Linked DNA regions of Mus musculus: all the other regions are linked to region 3. A link is a contact called in public Hi-C, HiCAR-type, HiChIP or PLAC-seq and promoter capture Hi-C data. All regions are on one chromosome and are shown on one strand. Each heading gives the region's core, a stretch centred on a gene start, on an enhancer-like site or on the middle of the called end of the contact. The rest is flanking DNA. Distances are from core to core; before and after follow the strand shown. Region 1 holds the start of Far1 (fatty acyl CoA reductase 1). Region 2 holds the start of Zfp143 (zinc finger protein 143). Region 3 holds the start of Usp47 (ubiquitin specific peptidase 47). Region 4 holds the start of Btbd10 (BTB (POZ) domain containing 10). Region 5 holds the start of Adm (adrenomedullin). Region 6 holds the start of Wee1 (WEE 1 homolog 1 (S. pombe)). Region 7 holds the start of Rnf141 (ring finger protein 141).

Region 1 (2,989 bases), core at 103-2,602, 1.5 Mb before region 3:
AAAGCTTCAAAGAGGAAAGCAGTTGACAGCAACACACATATACTAATGTCTTTCTTAAGTGAAAATATTTTTTGTTTATTTAACTACAAAACTAGTCTCAAAAGTGAAAGCAACTGCCCAACAAGCATAAAACAAATTCCACTACATTAAAAAGATTGCTCATTCAGAACTGCACAACTACATTCACACAGTATCACTTCTGTTTTTGTAAGACACCTTGCACCATCCTCATGTCATATTACCCATCCATTATCCATCCCCAACCAGACTCTTTAAATGTTGCCCTTAGCACTTTTCTTTAAGAATTAAGCAATTTCCCAGTCCAAAAAAAAAAAAAAAAAAAATCAAAGAATACTTAATACCCATTACTTCTAAGAGCTAAGTTTGTGTGAGCTGTGGCTAAACAATCAGATGGATCATCCAGGGGACAGCATAAAGGTGAGCTAATGATCAGCCTCAGTAGGTAGCTACGTTGAGTGTTCCGAGCTGTCATCCTGAGATACTCTCTCTCAACTCTGTACTCCCAACTCACTCCACTGTTCACAAAAGATCCCCACCCTTGAGCAAGCACACAGAAATCCACCTTGACTGTTCCTTGTGTACTTTCCAAGAAACCAAATAACGCCTTCTAGTCAGACAGCCTCCATCCACCCCTCATCTAAAATCCACTCCTCGGACACCTTCCGGTTTCTGTGTGTACCTTCTCACACTCCACATGCCCTGTCCCCATTGGTCCAGAGACCTTAACCTTCAAACCCCAAACCAGTTCTCCATCTCTCAGCTGATTTCTCCGCAACGCCATTGATACCTACTTCCCAGAGGCCGATCCCACTCTGGAGCAGGGGCCTCCTCACTGGACGCCCTCTCCAGAGCATCACCCCTTTCCCATCACTTTCTTCCTCTCAATCCCAGGCCGCCACCCTCCTCCGTTAACTCGGGCCCCCACCGTGGCCGCCTCTGCGCGGCCTCCCCCCGCAGACGGAACCCCTGCCTCCCCGGGTTGCAGGCCAGGGGCCTCTAAGCTCCCTCGCCGCGGCCCTGGCAGTCGGGAGGGCGGCGGCCCGGCCACGCCGCGCAGGGACAGTCCCAGCAGAGGAGGCGCCCCCGCCTCCAGGCGGCCGTGGCGGGGCGGGGGCGGGGCGGTTCGCAGGCCCCACCTCAACGCAGCCCGGCCTAGGACTCCCGCAAAACGGCGGCCAAGTGCGGAGGGGCCGCGGCCGAGCCTGCGACAGAGCCCGTGCCGCTCACCTCGACGCGGAAGCTCGGGCCTCGCTCTCCCTTCAGCGATGGCTACGCCGTGGTCGCGCTCTCCTCACTCGCTTTTCACCGCCCCCGACCGGCTGCTGAAGAGCGGACCGACAGCGGTGCGCCCATTGGCTGAGAGCGCTATGGCGTCACGGGTCCCGACCGCGCCTCGGGGTCTGACTGGTTGGCGTGGCGCCTCTTTTCCACGTCTGCTCCTGATTGGCTCTTGCTCACACTCTTCCCGGGAGAACCGCTCACCCTCCACTCTTCTTCAGCCGCCCACCCCAAACCCCCCAGGCAGGACGGCCAATGGGGGAGCGGAGAGAGGCCGGGAAGTGGGCGGCTGGGCGGTGTGGTCGGGGAAAGCGCAGCCAATGGGCGCGCGCCGCACATCCCCGCTCAGCAGCGCCGCCCCCGGCCGCCCGCTTCCCGGAGGGTCGCGCCCTGGGCCACGCCCGACTACCCTGGCGCGGGAGCCCAGCCCACGCAAAAGGTGCGGGACAAGTGGCAGACGTGAGAGCCCGCCCCGCAGCCATCGCGGCGTGCTTGAGTACTGCCAACGTGCACCCTGGCGCTCCCCAGATGGGGCCGGCTACCCTCGGTCTTAACTGAGTGTGAGGATCCTCCCTGATAACTGCCAGCTTGGTTCCTTCGGAATGTGGAGCCAGCACTGTATGGACCTTCTGAAGGGCCCATCGGGAGGACTGGAGCCCGCGTCCATCCTCCCCGAGAGACTGTCCACCTAGTCCTTCCTCCTTCAAGACAATCCCGTGCAAGATGTAGGGACAGTGAGAGAAGTTTCAGCGTTGGAAGGTGGGGCGTGTGCTGAGAGCTAGGGTGCACGGGAACTTGCTGAGTGTCGCGAGCTAGAAGGTAGATACGCGTAGTTAGTATAACAAGTTTTATTTAGTTATGCTTTGGGTCTTCACACAATATAAACACTCTGAATTCCTAACTACGGTCCTAAGCCTATCTCCCGAGGCTGCTTACCTATGCGATGTATCTTGGCTGAAGGTCAGGTCCAGTCTCAAACAGAAATTTCTGATTCCAGGGGCAGGATCCTAGAAAAGATTCTCCAGCCACAGGGCAGATCAAAGTGGCATCTCTCCAGATGTGCAGAGCAGAGCATTGCTCTTAGTCTCTGCTTATATACTGTTCACTGGGCATCGTGGAGTTAGTTCTAGGACTATCTCTTGTTATCTTTGAGTGAGTGGTGTACGGAGTTATGGTTATCAGGTGCAGCCTTGAGTGTAGTGGGGATCCTGACTACACTATTTTTACATGCCTAAAAAACATTTTTCTAAAAAACTATGCTCATTACAATGTATGAGCTGGGAACCTGTTTTTTCTTGATGTGGTGGTGATTACCCGGGTGTATGAAGAAGATTCGTGGGGCTGTGTGCTTCATGCACGGTGCAATCATTTTGGAAAAAACTATTGCATCCTGGTTATAATCAACACCAGGCTTTAGCTGTCATTCAAAAACTAAAAACCGAGGCTAGAGAGAAGACTCAGTGGCTAAAAGCAGGTACTGCTCTTTCAGAAAATGCGAGTTCAGTCCCCAGTAATCTACAGTTGGCAGTTCACAATCACCTGCTAGTAATGCCTCCCTTCTGGGCTCCATGGGCACCTGCACTCACATCCACATACCACCCACATACAGACACACGCATACACGTAATTTAAAATAATAGAAATAATACTTAAGAACTACAAACTACTACGGGTATAAGGGATTGCCCTT
Region 2 (3,064 bases), core at 330-2,829, 2.0 Mb after region 3:
GCCTCCAATTAAGTACACAGCCAAAAATGACTCTGAACTGATCTTCCTGTCTCTACTCCCAAGTATGTATAGGTATACATTAGCATGGTGAGTTAATTTGCAGTCTTTAGGCCCGAATTTAAGGCCTTGTACCTGGTAGGTAAGCATTCCCCCACTCGCTATATCCTCAACCTGCTCTTCTCGTAGGATAGGGCCTTACTCCTAGGTAACTCAGGTTGGCCATAAACTCAATCTGTAGTGGAGGCAGGCCTTGAATTTGAAATTTCTCCTATTTTTGCCTTGATAGCTTAGATTTCAAAGTTGAACTACCAGACTTAGTTTGGACTATTTTAGGTGAATTTGAACGTGTGTATATTCTATCAAAAAGCTGTTATTAGTATACTTGAGATCAGGAACTCAGTGTGTAGCTAGCTGTAAATCTGTAATAAAGAGTAGTCTTGAAATCCTCTTGCCTCAGACTCCGATTGCTGGAATTATAGACAGAGACACCATGCCCAGATAAAACAAACCAAAATAAACAAAGGGGAAGAGTATTTGTAGAGTCGATTGACTCATCTCCAAATACTCAAAATGTCAGGGTAAGATTTATGCTTATTGTTTTGTGATCTTTACATTTCACAATGAATTTACTATATACTTAGAATGAAGAAAGTGTTAAAATGTTACACAAGTTTTTGCCGAATAGGGCTGAACGCATCTTTCCTAGTAAAATTTAGGACCAAACTGAACACAATCTGAAACGTGCAATTTCTCACATTCCCAACGGAATATGCCAGATGATTTGAATATTTCAAAAGGGAAGGCAGAACTTGATTCTAAACAAACAGATGGGCAGTGGTATTCATTTCTACTTATTGAAACATCGTTTAATGAAAGGGAGAAAGTAAAAAATGAGTGAACGAAAGTCCCATTATAAAACATTCCAAGAGACTATTTTTGAATATTCGATGTTAGGCCTCACAGACTTTTGAAGAAAAAAATTGTGAAAACGAATAAATGTGCCTACGATCAGAATAGGAAGAAACCCGGGGGCGATATGCAGGCGTGTCCCCAGCCGCGGGCCCCGCGCCCCTGCTGGGGCCTGCTGAGAACCGAGGCCCGGAGGCCCAGTCCGACCGGCTTCCACACCGAGCGAGCGCCCAGGGACTCGCTCCGCGCGAAGGTCAGGTCGAGCTGAGCCTCCCGGCTCCCGAGAGCTCCACCCTCCCCTCCTGCTCTCCCTCCCCTCAGCGGCCCCCTAAGGGGACAGGCGGGGCGCTGGGTGAAGGGGGGTGGGGTGGCGTCCTCAGAGGGAAAGGCTCCGCCGCCCTAGAGTGGCGGCCTCGGGTTATTAATAAACTCCGATTCTGCCCGGGCTGCGCTACGAAGGCGGCCGTAGGATCGGCCAGGCCTGAGGACCAGCATAAGCAGCTGGAGGGAGAGCCGGGGCCCGAGTGGGCCCGCGCCGCCGCACTGAGGGCGGCGGCCGGGCGGAGAATAATGCACACTGGGTAAAAACACATTTATATACGAACCTCCGAGAAAATTTTCCAACAATTCCTTCGTCCGACCACCATGCACCAGGACAGGAAACAGCCGCCCGGCCCCCAAGCCCCGCAACCCGCATAGCAATTCTGAGTCCCGCCCCTACCCTCCATTGGGCTGTCTTTACGTCACTCACTGGAAGACTCTTGCTCTCGATTGGTCTAGATTTAGCTGACGGGCAGGAAACCGCCACTAACTACGCCCACCTCACCTGCGTCATTGTTGCCTGACCTTCCTACCCGCTCATGAGTGGCTGGCGCCAGGTACGGAATCAAAGCTTCTGTGCCTGACTGGATGGCGAAACTGCTCATCGCGGACCACTCCGCCCCACGGACGAGTGAATTATGCCGATTCTGGGGCCCCAGCGGGAGGCGCCATTTTGTAGCAAGGGAGGGAGGTTCGTCCTTTTGATTGCCCGGGAGGGAAATAGGGTGATGGGCGCCATTTTCCCTACAGGGCTAATGTGGAACCCATGGAGCTCCCGGTGGCCCTGCCGGAGCGTGTATCGGAGGCCGGATGGGCCTTGCCTTTCTATTGCCGAGTGTTATTTCATTGGAAGGTTAGAGGAAGGCAGGAGGGCGGCCCGAACCTCCCACGCGCTCCCTAGGGGCTCTCGGAGTCGGCCGAGGCCTTCGCTTTGGGTCTCTGTGCCTAGCGCAGCTGATGCCGGAGACTGGGTTCGGAACCTGCCTGCCCTTCCCCAATCTCCGGGCATGACCATGCCATGGGAGGTTGAGCTTTCTGCTTCTGCGGAGATCCCGGCGGAGCCGAGCTTCCGCTGGGAGGCAAAGCGAATGCTCTTAGTGTGTCCGTGGACTTGTGGTCGCTCGGGTCCTTTGCATGCGCTTTCCCTGTTTTGTGAAACTGAAGGATGAAGAAAGCATCTGTTGGGCTCTTTAACCTATTGAGACATTAGTTGTGGCATGTGGTACGTTTTTTTTTTTTTTTAATCCTCTCGGCCCAACCCTTAAGCCATTTCCAATACAAGGCATTTCAGATAAGAGTGCAGTAGCCGCAGTACCAGGTGTATATTCCAATAAGATGAGGAGGTTGACCAGCATTAGCCGTCAGTCACTTGCATTTCAGGTGATGTCATTGATGAAGTCGAAAAATAGCCGGGAGAAACTTGAGTTTGTAACTAAATCTAGTCGGAACCTACAGTATTACCTTCTCTTGCCCTCACCCCATCTGAGACTTTAGTTTGCAGTATAGTTCAGTAGGCTATGAATTTAACCGGAGAGTATATCCCTAAGTGCTAAGAGTAGGCTGTATAGCCTATGCCACATAAGGCCCAATAAATCACAATTTTAAAATATTAATCTAACCAGGGCATAGTTACATAATCGGTACTCAAATGTCATTTGAAGGATCTCAGGACTTAGAATATACATCCTTTTATGGTTTTTGAGAGTGTGGCTGTCTGGCCTTGTATTTGCTATGTAGAGGGCAATTGATGACATGATCTTGACCTAATCCACCCACAACTCCTATCAAACCCTGGCAAGAAAGGTACATGACACCACTACTTTGTTTTGGTACT
Region 3 (3,005 bases), core at 465-2,964:
TAGGAGGACTCACATTCCCGACTTCCTAACTCTCAGTTGTTGAAACTGTTCCAGAGGCAAGATCTTTAGTTCGTGCTTATCTGCTGTACTGAGACTTAGAGATGTCTGACAGATAAAATACTGACACACACACAACTCAGCCTTAAACAGCAAACAGGCACTCCACTGAGTTTGATAGCACACACTTTTAATCCCAGCATCGGGGGAGACAGACAGGGAAACCTCTTAAGAATTTCCAGGCCAGCTTATCTACAAGTGAGTTCCAAGCCAGCCAAGTCTGTACTTCAAAGTCCACATAGTAAGATCCTACCTCAAAACGGCAAAACAAAACCCTAAAAATCAACTTATTATCCATCTAAGGAAAGATGGGAAATTTTAACTATTCAGGTACAAAATAAAGTCACTTTGCATTGTGCCAGGGGTTGTCTGTGTAGCAACAAATTGCTACAATTAAAAAACAAACAAACAAAACCTAAACATTTAGGAATCCGAAATGATCGTGTATAAATATCAAGATCCTACCATCCTAATTTCAACTTAACACTTGGCATCTATTTAAGGTATATGAGATATAAAAGTCCAAAGCATTAAGCCTGACGACCAGCAGTTAAAAATACATGTTTGAATATGCTGAGGATATTTATAAAGCCAACGGACTATTAATATGTCGAAATCCACTGGCCAGTGCAGGATTCTACCTTTAATCTTCTACTACTGACTGTTCAAGGGAAGCCAAGAAGTCCGGGAGTCTTATGTCACTCGCTTTTAAGAATTTAAGTCACCCAAGTTGGCAACACCAGAAAAAGACCAAAATTACACACAAAAACAACGTTTCGTCTCTCCATATGGTGAAATTAACTCGGCTATCTCTTACCCTCCCGTTCAAGCCCCACTTAACTACTTTTTCAACGATCCTGGGTAGGCCCCATTTAGGCTGGCCGATAGTACTACGAAGTAACAGGAGGGGGAATGGAGGCTGGGGGGAGGGGGGTGGGGAGACCGACAACTCTTTAACAGTTAAGTCTGCCCTCCCACAGATCTCAACTTAGGTGTCGATTTCACAAGCCCCGTAAGCTATACGCTGTCAAACCCCAGAAGCAGCACCGTCACCCCGTCCTGCCCACGGGCAACTGTTCCAGAATGTTTTCTTTGAAACGATCTCTCTTAACTCTCTCGGCTCGACGTGTGTGAAGTCTGGACTTCAAAGGCCACTTTCTCTCCGCAATACTCCCCCCCACCCCCGGGAGCAGAACCCAACTCCTCGGGTCCAGTCTTTGATGCGTTAGCCCCTCGCAGCCGGAGCTCTCCCTCGGCTACGTGGCCCCGGGAACCAGCGGTCTCCAACTGCCCGCCGCGCCCACCGTCCACCCGGCCCCACGCCTGCCCGGCCCTAGCCTTGCCTCCCGCTCGGGGCCTGCACGACTTCGAGCGGACCGCAGGCTTCGGGCCTAGTCTGGCCCGCCGGCCCCTCACCTCCTTCGGGACCAGTTGGTTCTCCTCGCCGGGCACCATCGCTCAGACTCCGACCGCTCGTCTCCGCCCTGCCTGCGGGGGCCTGGTGGAGGTGGCGGCGGCTGTGTCTCAGGAGAGAACGGCAGCGACAGTCATCCTCCCAGCCGCCTGCGCTCCAGCAACTGAGGAGGCCTCCGCTCAGGCCTTAGACACCAGCGCGCAGACACCGACCCAGGGCGCCGCCGCCGTCGCCGCTGCTGCCGCCGCCGCTGCCGCCGCCGCCGCCGCCCCTCCCCCGGCCCGCGGCAATCAATGGAAAAATGGCGGCCGCCGCTCTCGCGAGAATTCAACGCAGTGGGCGCGCGGCCCGGCGTCTGGCGCCTGGGGTATGCAGGCGGCCGTCGTGAGCTCGGGATCTTCTCACCTCTTGCTCAGCCCCGGGGTACGCCGCGCTACGCTGGTTGAGAGCCGGTGTAGGCGCTTTTCACTACGGGGAAGCCGGTCCTCCCATCCTCCGGCTCCCTCTGTCGGCCGAGGGAGGGACGAGGCCCCTGCGTCACGAACGAGCTCCAGTTCAAAGCCCCCCTTTCAGCCCTGCAGTCCCCAGACTCTTTCCTGGTCTCCAGCGACCCCGCTGCAGCCCCACTTGAGGAACCTTTGGCCTCGAGCTGGTAAACAACGCGCCTTGTAGAGAAATCGCCTTTCTGGCTTTCGCCCTCAAGGCTCTGGTCCTCGTCTGTCATGTTTTCGTGGCCGCCCCACTCTCCTTAGGGACCTCGGTGCCCATCAGCTAGCCCCTGGAGCCCCTTAAAGAGGGGTCACTACACTTAGAGGTGCTCCCCTGCACCCTTCTGGGTGGCTTGCTGTCATCCTCCTACAGGGCCAAGTCTGAGGGAGCCTTTTGAGAGCAGAGCTGTGGTGCGCTTCAACCTGTGCTGTCCTTTTGAATATGTTTTTTTTTGTAATCTCCCCAGACGGTAAATACCATGTGTTTGACCAAACAAATCTCCTATTAGTCATTTTCCTTCACCGCACTCCTTCCATTATGAAGACCCAGTGAGACGTCTTTCATGAAGACTTTTGGCAAACTAGTCCTCTTACAGCCTGCTGAGTTAATTCCATTGTGCCATGTACCCAGCATCCACAGCGCCAACTCCTTTACCTATGCTATTGGTTCGCCAAACTTGTTACTATTGAACACCCCACACCCAAGAAAAGCTCTCTATACAGTTATGTAAGATTTATTAGAATTCTGCTATTTGTGGCACTGTAAAACATCTACAAATTCTAAAAATTATAGCAAAGACAGACATTTAAAATAAACGAGATTTTAAGTAGTAATGGTATAAAAAAATCCATTAACCCTACTGAAAATATTTAGTGAACGCACTCTGATTGACTAGGTTTCATTAGTTTTTTAAAAGCTAATTCTTTGTGAAACACTTATTAAAATATCTGATTCAGTGTTCAGGTTATTTCTGTACTTGGCTTTAATAGCTGTCATAAGCTGAAAAAGGTAACCCACAAAGATTTTGATCCTAATGGAAGAAGTG
Region 4 (3,486 bases), core at 466-2,965, 1.3 Mb before region 3:
GTCTCCCAAAATACAGTGGAGGATTACTGGGAAATGCCAACATCAATTTCTGGCCTCCACAGCATGCACACATATGCAACTGCATACTCACATAACTGCCTGCCTCTGCCTCTTGAGTGCTGGGATTAAGGGCATGCACCATGGCCTGGTCAAAACCTTTCATTAGAAAAATGACAGCTTCAATTTAGACATAAGGGAATGAAGAATCCAGTTTGATCTTTACCCCCAACTTGTGCTACAGTTACTTTATTTGAGATAAATTACAGAAAACTGTATCAAGATTGGGGAGGACTTTGCTATTGTTGAGGGTTTCCTTGAGGTTTCTTTGAACATTATTCATATTCAAGCCTCATTAGCTTGCTCTTTTTACAATGTTTTTAAGATTTTCAGCAATTTCCAAGAATGTAGAATGTTGGCTATAAAAAAACGTGTACACTATGTAACAATAATCTTTGTCTTCCTTTGGTCTCTGATATTTAAGCATTTTCAGGAGGAAAGTATGCCTGCTACCAGTTTTCCACTTCAAATGATAATTTACTTAGCATAAATGTTGGTTTGAAAAACACGTGGTATCACATATGGGACCCAAGGAATTTTTTCTTACAGTAACTAGATTTTAAACAAAGTTCTTTTCACAAAACAGTTTTCTTACCAAAATACTGAAACATGTATTGGGTTTTGTTTATGCCCTTCCCTCTCTTCTCAAAATGGGGGAACTTCTACTGATCTTTAAAATTGGACTCAAATGCCACTCCCTAGTGGAGGGCTGCTTTTTGAGATGAGATCTCACGTTAGCCCAGAAACACCTGGAACTCAATCTTTCAGCTTCTGCCACCCTTCGCAATCCCAAGACCAGAGGAGCGAGCAACTGCACTGAGGGGTTCTCAACAGGATTGTCTCAGATCAGCTCCTACAGCTCACTCACTAAGGGGAGTATGTTCTGTAGCAAGCATAAAGAGGATTATCCGTTCCTCTGTGGGTCTGAGTCCCGGGAGGGGAGAGTTTTGAGCGCCGGGGAGGTGACTTCCTCACTTTTCCATCTCTTTTAGAGCCTCCCATCAGGCACACGGTGGGTTCGGTGACACCGGAGTGCTACTTTGGCGAGCTTTTGCCCGCCAGAAACTCAACCCATTCAGCTGATTCTCCGCGTCCCAGAGGTGGCGCCACCGCAGGCGTGTCAGCTGGTGCACCGGTTCCCGCCAACAACAGAGGGTTTCAAACCAAGCAGAGCGTTGCAAACCAAGCGGCGGCCGCGGGGAAGCGGCGACCTCCGGACCACCGCCTGCCAACGCCTCGTGCTGCCCGTACCAGCTCGCGGACCCCGCGGAGGAAGGCGACCCGGGCGTTCGCCCTGCTGACAGAAACGCTCTCCTAGAAGAAGACTCCCAGGCACTGCTTTTACTGGCCCGGAGACGCCGTCCGGCTTTTGCCTAACGGTGACAGGAAGCGTGGAGTGAGGGTGTGCTCAGAGGTGTGGAGGTGGCCTGAGACTGCTCTTGGCTCACCGCGCAGAGAAGCGCTCGCGGGGAAGCTACGGGACAGCACTGCCAACCGAGACCGCGGAGACACTACTCAGGCTCTCAGTGCCCCGGTGACACGCCTACTGTGGGAGGAGCTCCGTCCTTCGCGCGAGAACTCGCTTCGCCTCACCTCTTCCTAATGCGAAGTCTCGCGAGAAGCAGCTAAGGAGCCGGCCTGCAACCTGCCGGGGCGGCTCTGGTAGGCGCAGCCGGTGGAGCGGCCGCCTCACACCTAGCACCGGAGGGGTCCGGTTCAGTGGGCGGAGGGAGCGGAGCGTCGCTCTCTCTTGGAGCTCTTCCCCAAGACCCTCGGTGGACGTCTCAGGGGCCAGCAGGTTGGAGCGGGCCGGGTGCGGGCGGCTGGGTTTGTAGTGGAAGCCGAGGGCGAGGCTAGCTGCTGTGAACCGGGCTCCGGGAGGCTGGCGGCGGCTCCAGGAGCGTGGGGCGCGGTGCTCGGGGCTGCCCGCTTGAGCACCGGGTCCGGAGAGGCGGGGAAGGGAGCTGCTTTTTGGGTTAGGAGTCTGGAGGCCTTTTCCCAGGGGAAAAAAAGCTATTTTCTCACACCTCCTTTCCAGGGCAGAGTAACCCAGTGCCCCGCCCCTTTCCTGTCATCTTTGGGTCACCGCGGCGACAAACCGAAGAAGGCGCATCACAATAGGGCGGTGAGTAAGGCTCCCAGTTTGGGGATAAGGTGGTGGGGGAGTTGCCCTTTGGATGGAGGATGAGACACCTGTGATGTGCTGCTGTGTGCTTTTATTCTGTAACCGTTTCAACGAGGGTAAAGCTTGGTTTCCCACTCTAACTTGCCCAGAAAAGGTTCAGATTTATTCTCTGTGAGTCACAAGCCCTCTGACACCCCTGATTTTGGGGTATGGGCTGGAGGGGACCTGAGATTTCACTTAGTTTGTCAATGTGGGTTAGTGTGCTGTGCCTAACCTCGGTCTTTCCCGGGTTCCCATGTCTTTTTTTTTTTTTTTTTTTTTTTATCTCTTTAAAATTTTGAGTCTTAGCCTCTTATTGGTATTTGGAGTCCACGACCAGGCTATAAAAAAGTTTTCCACTTTGTGCATTTAGTATAGGAAATTATTTTATAGCCATGTAAGAGTCTGCACGCTTTTTATTTCAGCTAACAATCTGAATGAAGCAGTACAGTGTATTGATTGGCAGTTGGGTTTCTTTCTGTTCTTGCCTGCCTCCCACTCTTCTCTTGCCCCACCAGCCCAATTTGATCCAAACTTTTTAGAGAGGGGTTTAGGGATGAATTTTGAATGAAATAGACTGTAGAAATTGGATGGAAAGATAAAATAAGACATGTGAATGTAAAGACTGAACAAGTTTCTGCGCTGGAGAGTCCATCTAGAACTCAACCGTGGGCATTGAACCAAGGACTGATGCTGAATATTAAGCAGAAAGCAGTAGAAAGTACTTGGAAAATTACTAAATGGGAGGTAAAGATGAGTTAATATAGTTTTCGAGGACAGTTAATTTTGGAGATTTTAGGCTTAATCGTTTTTTCTAACACAGAGGTTAGTACTCAGCGCTTATTCTTATGGGTTGAGAAAAGGTAAGAAGGAAGCTTCAGGAACATGAGGGTGGTTAGGACCCAGAGCAACGGAGTTCAGAAAGTTCTGCGAGATGTTTTGCTTGTTAGACATTTTTTCACACTATTCAAACTTCCAGGTAGGCTTTTTACCTCCTGTATTATCCTCCCACAAGTCTGAATTTTGTTCTGTTCTTCACAAAGACTTGTGTATTTTTTTAAACATTAAATGAAATCACAAAGAACTGTGGTCTGCTTTGTGACCATTTACATTTAAATGGTCTCATGGAGTGTACAACTGAACTGGAGATACTCTGTCTCTCAGAGAGATAAGAATGAGTAAGTTTCACATGCCTTCAGGTACTAGGCAGATAATGAGCATGTCAGTGCGCTAGAGAGCTTCTCTCCTCTGAGCCGTATTCAGTC
Region 5 (3,059 bases), core at 408-2,907, 1.4 Mb after region 3:
GCTTGGTCTTGGGTTCCTCTGCCTCCCCTAGGGGCAGCCAGGCAGATCTCTGCAGGATTGTCTCAGTCCGCCCCGGTGCGAAGTTCTCTGATTCCGCAGGCGCCAACGGGATACTCGCCCGACTGTTCAATGCTGTCACCCGCACCTATATCCTAAAGAGTCTGGAGATGTGCGCCCAGGGGCCTGGGGCTGTGTGTGTCTGCTCCTGGGAGGACTCCACAGTCCGGGACCGGAGGACCTCCAGCAGGGAACGCCGGCGCCGGCGGCCATAGCCTTGAGGGCTGATCTTGTTTCTGGGAGCCATGCCGTCCTTGTCTTTGTCTGTTAGCTGGTAGATCTGGTGGGCCAATTTCTGAAATGTGCAGGTCCCGAAGCGGCATCCATTGCTGCGGGAACCCTGGTTCATGCTCTGGCGGTAGCGTTTGACACGAATGTGGGCTTCGCTCTGATTGCTGTGAAGAAGGAAGGACACCTCATCAACCGGGGCTTTGGTCCCAACCACCTGGGACCGGAGCCATGCAGTACCCGAGGGACCTGGAACCCGTTCCCTCCGCCGGAGCCTCAGCTGCAGTGCAGCCAGGACAATCCCCAGGGTCAGAGTAGTGGAGAGGGCACATCCTCTGCAGAGAGCATAGTTACCTGGCTTGTAGGGGGCCAGTTGTGTTCTGCTCGTCCAGGAATGGATCAAGAGTCTGGGTAGGAACTGTCGTCTCATCAGCGAGTCCCGTAGGGTAGCTGCTGGATGCTTGTAGTTCCCTCTTCCCACGACTTAGCGCCCACTTATTCCACCTAGAAAACACAAGCAGATGCGTTTGGCCTAAGTTCAAGTGATGTCCCAGCCAGCTCCACTCCCTTTGTAACACCTCCAGACCATCTCTCAGTTTTCTCTCATTGCCAGGTATTCAAAGTGAAGAAAGAAAGCACGGCCCAAACTCACTTCTTTCGGAACTGCGAAGGAGTATCTGGCCCTGCAGTGTCCGCGCCTAGGAAAGCGAGTGAACCCAATAACATCAGGGTGATGGAAACCAGCTTCATTCTGTGGCGATGCTCTGATACCCTGGAAAGGAACAAGACACCGAGTGTGAGCAACCGGGCCAGCAGCACGATCCCGTCAGCACGCGAAGGGTGGCGGCAGGACGGGGAGCCGCTTGGCAGCGCTCTTCCTGGCTCAGCTGCTTATCTCCCCCACTGGCGCAGAGAAACACCGGAGATTTTTGCGCTGGCCGGGTGGGTGACAAGCAAGGCAAAGGAAGCCATTGAGAAGTGCCAGGCTTCCAGAGGTTTCCAACTAAAGTCCCAGGATCTCAGCCCAAGGAGGAGGGGGGATCTCAAGAGAGCTCCAGCTGTGCGCATGAGCTAGACCTGGGCAATGAGGTGTTCTCTACATTGGATACCCTAAAGTGGGTTGTTCCCCCTTGTCCAGCTCTGCAAGTTTTGGGGCTTTGGCAAAGCCGTCCCCCTCCCTAACATGCTGGAGGCCAGCGGTTCCTACCTGATAAAGGGGTGCGTTGTCAAGCACTTGAAGCAGAAAGAAGTCCTTCTGACAGTAGCAAAACCCCAAAGTCCAAGATTGACTGCGATGAGAAGCCGAGAAACCAGGAGCGGGAGCGGTAACGCTGGAGTTGCTCTGTCTAGTGTCACCAAGAAACCACTGACTAGTGAGCACCAGCTCCAGCGTCTTATAAGCGCTCAGGGGCGGACGGTGGGCGTGGTCAGATTTGCCCTGGAGTCCTCCCTCTCCAGCGTGCTTGCTTCTAAAACCAGACCTGCCCTGCAGCTTGCCTGTGGGTATGGGGGGTAGGGGTAAGAGGTCCCCTGTGGCTAGACATCTCAGAGATCCGCTCTGAGAGATTAGACTGGAGCAGGACTTCCCTTGCCCTAATTTCCCAGCATAGAGTTCAAACAGTGAGAAGGGAAGGGGAACCAGAACAACTCGGGTGGGGTGAATCCTTTGCCCATAATGTGTACAACCCAGAGTGCTGATCTGAGCTTCCTGGACAGTGCTGCAAGAACCGGGAGACGGGTGGGACACATGGATAACCAAAACCCCGGACTTGGGGAGCTGTGACCTCAAATGGACCGCGCCCCCTGCCGGCTTAGCACCTGACTGAGCCTCGACCCCCATCTGTGCCCGCAGGGTACACCTGGAAGGGAGAGGCTCAGTCTCCAGTGACTGGGACTGAGGGGTTTCTCGATAGACTAGCCAGTACGGATTTCGTAATAAGGGCAGAACTGGGAACAGCTGAATTGGAAATTGGGGTTTGGAGAGGGTAGTTATCTGAAAATTCAGAACTCACATTCCTATTTGGAAATACAGGAATAGCCAAAATTAGGAAGAGAGATAGTTTTGTTTTCTTCCTTGTGATACTATTATCCCTTATAAGGCTATGACCTGCGAGTTGACCTGACTGCCTTCATTCATCCATCATAAACGTGAGGATTGACTGACTGGGAGCACACTAATGCCTCACATATGTTAATCACTTTACAGTTGACAAATCCCAGCCAGATCCCAATCGCTTTTGATCTCTACACTCCCGAGCTGGTGTTCTCTTGAATTAAAGTGAAGTGCCGAAAGGGTAAGTCTATTGCCCAGTCACACTAAAGGTGGGAAGCTGTAGAGTCTGGACTCAAAAGACTGGGGCACAGCGGCTCGGTTTTCTGGCTGGGGTCACCATTCTCATCAGGTGGGGGGAGAATGCCGGCCCCCGCCTAGCCCAGAGATATGTGCTAATTCACGATGAATCAGTTCGAACACGTTTGCCACGGGCTGGTGCTCTTCACAGATCCGTGAGTTCACTTTCTTCCCTTCTAGGGCCAAACTGGGCGACAGGCGTAGCTCCGCATGCAGGTCTCCCGGAAGGTCCCGAAGCTAAAGACATGACCTACGACAGCTCCTAGCCCCCAGCCCTGGTGATGTGGACACAGACAACTCATGTCCTCTTCCTGGCGACCCCGGCAGATCTCCCAGTGTCCTACCTTATCTGCCTCTAAGTGTTAGACCAAGAGCAAAACCGACTAGGCATTCCTGTCCCGCGGACCTTGCTCACAGCGCAGAC
Region 6 (3,296 bases), core at 361-2,860, 1.9 Mb after region 3:
TTGGAAATTGTCTACTCTTAATGTTTTTGTGACTTCTCAAGTATTACCATGACAGTATGCATATTCACCGGCTATTCCAAACGGGTTCTGAACACACTCTGCTTTAAGACACATTAGTTTTGACACACAGACCAACAAAACGGCAGGGGAAACTCCAGAATAAACACAAAGCTTCCGTAATACTAAATCCCGAAAGACAATCAAAAGCAACCTGGAATATCCATGAGTTCACGACGGTAAACACAGAGACTCAAAAGGACGCGCAGAATCTCTAATGCCATATCACATGGAACCACAAGTCCAGGGGGTTGGAACAAACCCTTTAATAAACCTAACTCCTTCCATCCGTGCCCCCCAAATTACAGGCCCGGACACCGGATTTAACAGGCACCATATGGCTCGGAGTGTCAGGTGGCCAGCAGCAATCCGGCACCCTGGCACACCGGACCACCGAGACCCAATACTCAACCACCTGGACAGCGGGGACCAGGCCCTTTGTAAAGTGGAGTAGTTACAGACCAGGCCCATTGTTCAGTTACATAATCTTAACCGACAACTTCTAGGCAGAGCCAAAAAGGGGGGCTGCCAACTTTTTTTTTTTTTTTGAGTGGCGGCGCAGGACAGCGAGCGGGGTGCGGCGGGGCGGTTATGTAACCGAACCCGGGCAGTGGCGCGCAGGGCTGCAGCGCCGCGGCCTTTTTTTTTAAAGGCCCTGGAGCCGGCTCCTCCGCCCCCTCCATTACCTTGGGAGTGTGCGGCGTGTCGAACAGGCGCAGCTTGCGGAAGGTCTTGTGCGGAGGGGTGCTCGGGTAGTCGGGCTGCGGCGAGCAGGGGTCGTCCATGGCTCGCGGAGCCCCGCAACCCTGCGGGGAGGCATCCCCTGGGCCGCCGCAGCGCACTGGCGAGAACGGGCTGCTCAGAAAGTAGGCGGTCGAAGGTGATTTGACGGGCGACGAGGAGCCGAAACCCTCCTCCTCCCAAGAGTCGCCCTCGGCGCCTCCACCCGCCGCTTGCGCGCCTCCGCCGCCGCCCTGCAGCAGCAAGTCGTCCTCCAGCTCTCCCGGGCTGCTGGGCTCCGCGCCGGGCGAGCGACGGCGGCGCTCGGCCTCGGCCTCGGCAGGGCTGCGTGCAGAAGGCAGGGGCGAATCCGGTTCCTGGAAGGCCGAGTCCTCCCCCGTACTGTGGCCGCTGCCTTCCTCCTCCTCCTCCTCCTCTTCCTCACAGTCGCTGCCCGGCGAGAAGATGAGCTTCTGCCGCAGACTGTAAGCGGCTCCTACGCGGCGGGTGGGCGGCGGCTGCTGTCGGCTCAGGAAGCTCATTTCCCGGCTGCAGTCACGGCGGAGCACGGGAGAACACAGGACCGGCGAGCAGAGGCCGGCGGCGTCCAGGTCGCGGCTGGCACAGGGGGCGGGTCCGCCACGTGCGATCGGGCGCGCCGGGCTGAGGCTGCAGCGGGCCTGCGCGGCGGCAACTCCGAGGCCCGTCAAGCTCACGACGGGGCGACGGCGACGGCTGCGGCGCGGGATGTCCAGCGGAGACTGGCCGGTCCAGTGCTGGCGAAAGGCTCCGCAAGTTCGTCCGCAAGTTCGGGTTCCGCGGCTTCCCGCGACCGTTAACCACGTGAGGGCCCAGCCCACCAATCCCCGCCCAGCCCCGGTTTGAAAAAACAGGGAGGGCGCGACGTAGCCCACGGGGGAGGAACCAGCTACGCGATTTTGGCGGGAACTCGCTGACTCCGCCCCACAGCCTAGGCGCGCCGCCAGTCGTGGGCGGGTCGCGGCATCCCGGGCCAATGAGTGGGCCTGGATTGCACAGAACCCCACCCAGAGTCTATGTTTAGAGGACCGGAGCCTGCCGGGAGCCGCCCTGCGAGGAGGGGCGAGAGGACGGCGGCTACTGCCCAGTGCTGGCCTTGGGTCGGCCTCCCTGTCTCCGGGTTCAGAAGCATCCGGACACCGTGCAGCCTTTGGGGACGCCTAGAAGCCTGGTCCAACCCCAGGTTCTGAGGCCCGACCCCTGGGGCGTTCTGGGCGTGGCTGTGTCCAGTCACGTTCTATAGTCGCGGTCCGAGCCGGAAACAGTGACCGAGCTCTGGACCTTGCCCAGCGCGAAACTCAGATAATGAGCTGCAGGACTAGGACACAGAGGTGGCCTCTCACACAGTCTTGTGTCCCTCACAGCCAGACTTATCCGTGATAATTGGTCCTGCCACAAGCCCGAATGCCTGACCTGCAACCGTGGTGTTTATATTTGTTCGCTTACACGTGAGAGTGCGCTAGCCAAACTGATTGGTCCCGGGAGAGAAAAAAAACAAAACAAAACTGAAGTGTAACAGAGGTGAGTGCTGGCGCACACACCTGTGATTCAAACAGTCTGGAAGCTGAGGCAGGAGGACCAGAAGTTTAAAACCCCTTTGCTCTGTAGTGGTCCTGTCTCATAATTTCCAGGAAAAAATAAGTTTCCACAACCTTCTCAACCGTAACTTAAATCTGTTTACAACAAGTGTGTTCCTATTTTGTATGCTATGATCAATCATTTCTCCTTGTTACGGTTTTGTTTTTTTTTTTTTTAGCATTCTCTGCTGGAGTGGGAATTACTGAGGCCAGACTGTCATACAGAAAAGTAGGTTTCTTTTTCACTAGGAAATTAGAACCCACTTTTGGGGAACTGAGGCCATCAGTAGAAAGCTTGATGTTTTTTAATGTAGATTCACATTATCTGGATAATAGCCTATTATACTCTTCTGTTGTCATTTACTGTAGTTAGGAGTACTAATGTGTGTGTGAGCTTTTTTTAACACTTCAAAGGCTGAAAAGTCAAACTGATTTTTGTTTTTGAGACCTGCCTTTGCCGTGTAGCCCGATTATTTGAACCACCTCCAGAGTGCTGGGATTATAGACCTGTGCACCTGCCAGGCCAGGCTGATGGACTGATCTTTGGTTTGGTTTGGTTTGGTTTTGTCTTGTTTTGTTTTCAAGATAAGAAAACTGTGTAGCCCTAGCTGACCACTAACTCACAGGGATCCATTTGACTTGGGAGTTCTGACATTGCTGTTAGATGGGTTGATCAGGGTGACCTGAAAGTAAGATTGAGCTCAACAGAAGCAAATTGCCCTTTACTTAGAACAACGCAGGCCAGTGAGTTTGGCAGTTTCAAAGAGAACTTCTAGAGTGGAAGTTTCCATATGCAGATCTGTTCCACTTAATAGTATCTCAAAAGCATAAATACAAAGGAGGTTGTTATAGTGATCTTCTTGTGGGCAACTTTTATCAGCTTGTCAATGTCAACTCTTCTGA
Region 7 (3,446 bases), core at 619-3,118, 1.2 Mb after region 3:
GTGATCTTATTTTGTTTACCATCTGGGTTCTTCATTATGTTTATGCAAACATAAAAAGGAACTTGTTATGCTAAGCAGCGGCTGCCTAGACTGGTCATTAATTATTTTAATATAACTACCACGTTATATCACCTTGGTCTTGCAATCTCTCCTTTATTTCAGTCTTTGTGGTGCTCACTATAAAAAGGAATACAGGTCCCACTTTATAAAACTGTGCTTTATGGAGACTATTTTTTTTCTGACTGGGCTCAGGTTAGACAAAGATATGAACCTTTAAAACATGAAGCAGCTACATCTTTACCCCATAACTTTTTGGGAATGTAGTTGGCATATACTAAACTATATATGAGTAAGGTGTACAATTTGAGAAGTTTTCATATTACATTCATGTCTGTGGTGTCATGCTCTAAGACAGTGAACATAGCCAATACCCTAAAATGTTTCTTCTTACCCTTTGAAGGTTTGGAGGACTTGTGTTTGAGTCTGAGCCAAGGCTTAAACATGCTAGGCAAGTGTTTTACCGTTGAGTCAGCCACCTCTAGTTCCCATTCTAACACTGTAGTGTTTCCTACCTGACACCACCCGCTAAGCAACCACTGATCTGATTTTGCCACTAAAGATTCCTGGGGGCGGGGGCTATTCTAGAAAATTTTTTTGGAAGGTCTATCTTCTTTCAGCCTAAGTATTTCAGGCTCATCCACATTGTTAAGTGTGTCAATCATGTATTCTTTATTATTGCTGAGTAATATTCCATTGTGTGACTTTATTTCAGTTGTTTTCCATTCACCTGTTGATATGTTGTCATAGGGTTTCTACTGCTGTGAAGAGACACCATGATCAGAGAAACTCGTATAAAGGAAAACAATTCATTGGGGCTGACTTAGAATTCCGTGGTTTAGTCCATAATAGTCATGGTGGGAAGCATGGCAGCACACAGGCAGACATGCTGGAGAGGTAGCTGAGAGTTCTACATCTGGATCAGCAGGCAGCAGGAAGAGAGAGTGACACTGGGTCTGACCTACGCATCTGAAAACTCAAAGCCCACCCCTAGTGACATATTTTCTCCAACAAAGCCTTATCTATTGCAGCAAGGCCACACTTCCTAATAGTGCCATTCCCTGTGGGCCTATGGGGACCATTTTCATTCAAACCACCACATCAGGTATCTGATGTTGGTGTACTAGTCTTCATGTGGATCTATTCTAGAAGCAGGATGACTGGACTATGTGGTTGGAATGTTTGTGCTTAGGTTTTAAAGAAATGGCCACAATCTCGTTCCACAATGATTGTATCATTTTACATCCCCAACAGACAATCTGAACAGATTTGTTCAGCATCTTTGTCAATATTTAATACAGTTCTTTTCATTTTAGCCACTGTGGTATTGTATTGATAATTCACTTCCCTTCTAATTTGCATAATGGTCTCAGACATCATTTCATGTGCTTATTTGCTATCCATAAATCTAAAAGGCTAGTCTAGTCTTTGGCCATTTAAAAAAATTGTGGGTTTTTTTGTTGTTGTTGTTGTTTTTTTTTTTTTTGGGGGGGGGAGGGGTAAGAATTGTGTATTCTAATTAGAAGTCCTTTGTTAAATATATTTTGCTTTTCCAAAGCCTGTGACTTGCCTCTTCATTTTTTTGTCCTTTTTTACAAAAGTATTTAATTTTATTGATTTCTATGTATGTGACTATTTTGCCTACAGGTGTGTGTCAGCAGCCTTGAGCTACAAAAACCTCCAAAGCCAACAGGGGGGGGTGGAGCTCCGTCTCCAGGCAACGCGCGAGGGCGTGGCCTTACGTCACTGAGGTGCGACTGGTTTGCGGGCCGCGCCGCTGCCGCCTAGCGGGTTTAGCTAAGCAGCAGCCGAGGCGGTGTCCCTGGTGCGAGGAGAGCGATGCCTTGAACTGGGTGAGCCTTGCAGCGCCGCCCCTTCGCTGTGTCCCTTCCCAGCCACTCCACGGTCCTGGAGTAGGGAGTGGAGGCCCGGGCAGCACCAGGGTGTGAAACCGGGCTTCAGAGGAGCTAGGGCCCCTTGTCAGGGCCTCGGCTGCGGGCTTTGGGCACCGATTCCTGGGCGGGTGGAGACTCTGGGTCCGCCTTCTCGGTGGCGGTGGAGACTCTGGGTCCGCCTTCGCGGTGGTGCTGAGGAGAGCTTTCAGAGATCAGCTCGAGCGGTTTTGAATCTTGGCGCTGGCGCACTGAGCAGTTTAGCTGTTGGTTAGCAGAGCAGGTGCGCCAAGGAGGGGCTGAGGGGCGGGTGCTGGGGCCAGGGCGGCAGGGTGGCCACAGGGCAAGGCTTCTGAGGGAGAGCCTGGGCCCGTGGTGTCGGCCAGCCCTCCTACTAAACCCGCCCCGGCAGTGCACCCGGGCCCTTGCTTGTCAAGCTAATTGCTACCTTTTGAGGACCGACATTAAAAAAAAAGTTTCCTTGCTAATCATAATTGTAGGGTAAGTTGCCTTCTGTGTGCAGTTTCATTACAAAACTGTGGGGTTACTGTTGTTGCAATTTGTCTCCAGCCTACCTTCATATTCTTCATATTCCGACCCAGCCCCATTTCCTGATGCCCAGCATTTCTTGTCCTTCTTCTGGAGTACATGTAGCTCCAGTAACACTCCCAGTTGCTTTTAATCCGTGCTTCTCAAACTAAGACCATCTTTTCCACACCCCCTTACCGTGCTTGCTATAGAATGAAATTCACCCTTTAGACTTTTACTTGGGCTTGAACTGTCACCCGACCAATGGTCCTGATAGTTGTCCTTGAAAAGTAATGCCTTCTGAATTCAGAGCCCTCAGGACTTGCGTGGATTTTGTTTTACCCCTTTTGTGCTGGCTGGTTTCGGTTTCTGTCTTAACATGATTGTGTTTTTCAAGACTATGTTATCTTTGTCATTTGGCGTAAGGGAACCATATATATAAGGGACATATAGGATAGATATTCTCTGAATATATCTAAATTCTTTTAACTAGAGGAAGTTGATTTCTCTTTCTAAAAAGGTAGAGAAGGTGCAAAGAGAATATTTTTCTTTCTAAGTCAGAGTGTACTTACTACTTGGTGTGTGCTTTGTCAGGCTGTCTATAATACTTGCCAATTTTCCAAGAATCCATGAAAGGATGAATGGATAATCTATAAGGAAAATTAACAACTGGTGCTATTAGAACTCCAGCACTTACTCAGTACTCTGTTTGTTTATAGGTTTTCAGGTTTTATTTTATTTTATTGAGATTTCTTTAGTTTTATTTCTCCTCCTTAATACCTTTGACCCCAGAACAGGCATTCTAGATTCTATACCGACTCTGACCAGCCTAATCATTGGATATCTGTATAAACTTAGAGTTTGTATAAATAGTGAATAATAAGTTAAGTAGTGTCATTCGAGCCCCAATTGTAGAACTTAGTATGTATTACTAAGATGGAAGATGGTACAAAATTTAACAAATTTCAA

What was found. Promoter capture Hi-C pulls out the DNA fragments that hold promoters and counts their contacts. Hi-C and Micro-C count contacts between places; a contact is called where the count stands out from the background. HiCAR-type assays count read pairs that join an accessible place to other places. HiChIP or PLAC-seq counts read pairs in DNA pulled down with a chosen protein or histone mark. Capture Hi-C pulls out chosen DNA fragments and counts their contacts.
Region 1: a contact with region 3 is called in an H3K4me3 HiChIP or PLAC-seq map of stem cell-derived neural progenitor cells, with 4 times the contacts expected there. The contact joins the promoter of Far1 here to the promoter of Usp47 in region 3. A contact is called at or near these places in 1 of 39 promoter capture datasets (liver), 1 of 484 Hi-C or Micro-C datasets (CD4 T cells) and 2 of 115 datasets of contacts at active chromatin or transcription factors (pancreatic cancer cells and stem cell-derived neural progenitor cells).
Region 2: a contact with region 3 is called in a HiCAR-type map of astrocytes, with 2.9 times the contacts expected there. The contact joins the promoter of Zfp143 here to the promoter of Usp47 in region 3. A contact is called at or near these places in 2 of 39 promoter capture datasets (hippocampal neurons and pre-B cells) and 2 of 115 datasets of contacts at active chromatin or transcription factors (astrocytes and thymic regulatory T cells).
Region 4: an H3K27ac HiChIP or PLAC-seq map of thymic regulatory T cells shows a contact between it and region 3, with 9 times the contacts expected there. The contact joins the promoter of Btbd10 here to the promoter of Usp47 in region 3. A contact is called at or near these places in 3 of 39 promoter capture datasets (cranial neural crest and liver), 1 of 484 Hi-C or Micro-C datasets (CD4 T cells) and 1 of 115 datasets of contacts at active chromatin or transcription factors (thymic regulatory T cells).
Region 5: a promoter capture Hi-C map of liver shows a contact between it and region 3, with 3 times the contacts expected there. The contact joins the promoter of Adm here to the promoter of Usp47 in region 3. A contact is called at or near these places in 2 of 39 promoter capture datasets (liver and pre-B cells), 2 of 115 datasets of contacts at active chromatin or transcription factors (astrocytes and embryonic stem cells) and 1 of 9 other capture datasets (liver).
Region 6: a contact with region 3 is called in a promoter capture Hi-C map of pre-B cells, with 4 times the contacts expected there. The contact joins the promoter of Wee1 here to the promoter of Usp47 in region 3. A contact is called at or near these places in 3 of 39 promoter capture datasets (erythroid cells, hippocampal neurons and pre-B cells).
Region 7: a contact with region 3 is called in a Hi-C map of B cells, with 7 read pairs. The contact joins the promoter of Rnf141 here to the promoter of Usp47 in region 3. A contact is called at or near these places in 5 of 39 promoter capture datasets (the 3T3-L1 cell line, cranial neural crest, hippocampal neurons and 2 more), 1 of 484 Hi-C or Micro-C datasets (B cells), 3 of 115 datasets of contacts at active chromatin or transcription factors (the NIH/3T3 cell line, astrocytes and embryonic stem cells) and 1 of 9 other capture datasets (liver).

The regions. Positions count from the first base shown.
Region 1 is chr7:113,512,197-113,515,185 of GRCm38.p6, reverse strand. It overlaps Far1 (fatty acyl CoA reductase 1), which reads right to left and starts at 1,352. Exons shown (of 13, transcript NM_027379.4): 1 at 1,249-1,352.
Region 2 is chr7:110,060,226-110,063,289 of GRCm38.p6, reverse strand. It overlaps Zfp143 (zinc finger protein 143), which reads right to left and starts at 1,579. Exons shown (of 16, transcript NM_001374618.1): 1 at 1,515-1,579.
Region 3 is chr7:112,022,215-112,025,219 of GRCm38.p6, reverse strand. Usp47 (ubiquitin specific peptidase 47) reads right to left here and starts at 1,714. Exons shown (of 29, transcript NM_001357952.1): 1 at 1,474-1,714. The coding sequence starts at 1,512. It also overlaps Gm3960.
Region 4 is chr7:113,367,568-113,371,053 of GRCm38.p6, reverse strand. It overlaps Btbd10 (BTB (POZ) domain containing 10), which reads left to right and starts at 1,715. Exons shown (of 11, transcript NM_133700.2): 1 at 1,715-1,855; 2 at 2,096-2,182.
Region 5 is chr7:110,626,255-110,629,313 of GRCm38.p6, reverse strand. Adm (adrenomedullin) reads right to left here and starts at 1,657. Exons shown (of 4, transcript NM_009627.2): 1 at 1,493-1,657; 2 at 938-1,057; 3 at 640-789; 4 at 1-452. The coding sequence starts at 1,035. The coding sequence ends at 146. Gm28863 (a long non-coding RNA gene) reads left to right here. Exons shown (of 3, transcript XR_003946665.1): 2 at 899-2,579; 3 at 2,816-3,059.
Region 6 is chr7:110,120,373-110,123,668 of GRCm38.p6, reverse strand. Wee1 (WEE 1 homolog 1 (S. pombe)) reads right to left here and starts at 1,610. Exons shown (of 11, transcript NM_009516.3): 1 at 744-1,610. The coding sequence starts at 1,319.
Region 7 is chr7:110,842,803-110,846,248 of GRCm38.p6, reverse strand. Rnf141 (ring finger protein 141) reads left to right here and starts at 1,868. Exons shown (of 6, transcript NM_025999.3): 1 at 1,868-1,910.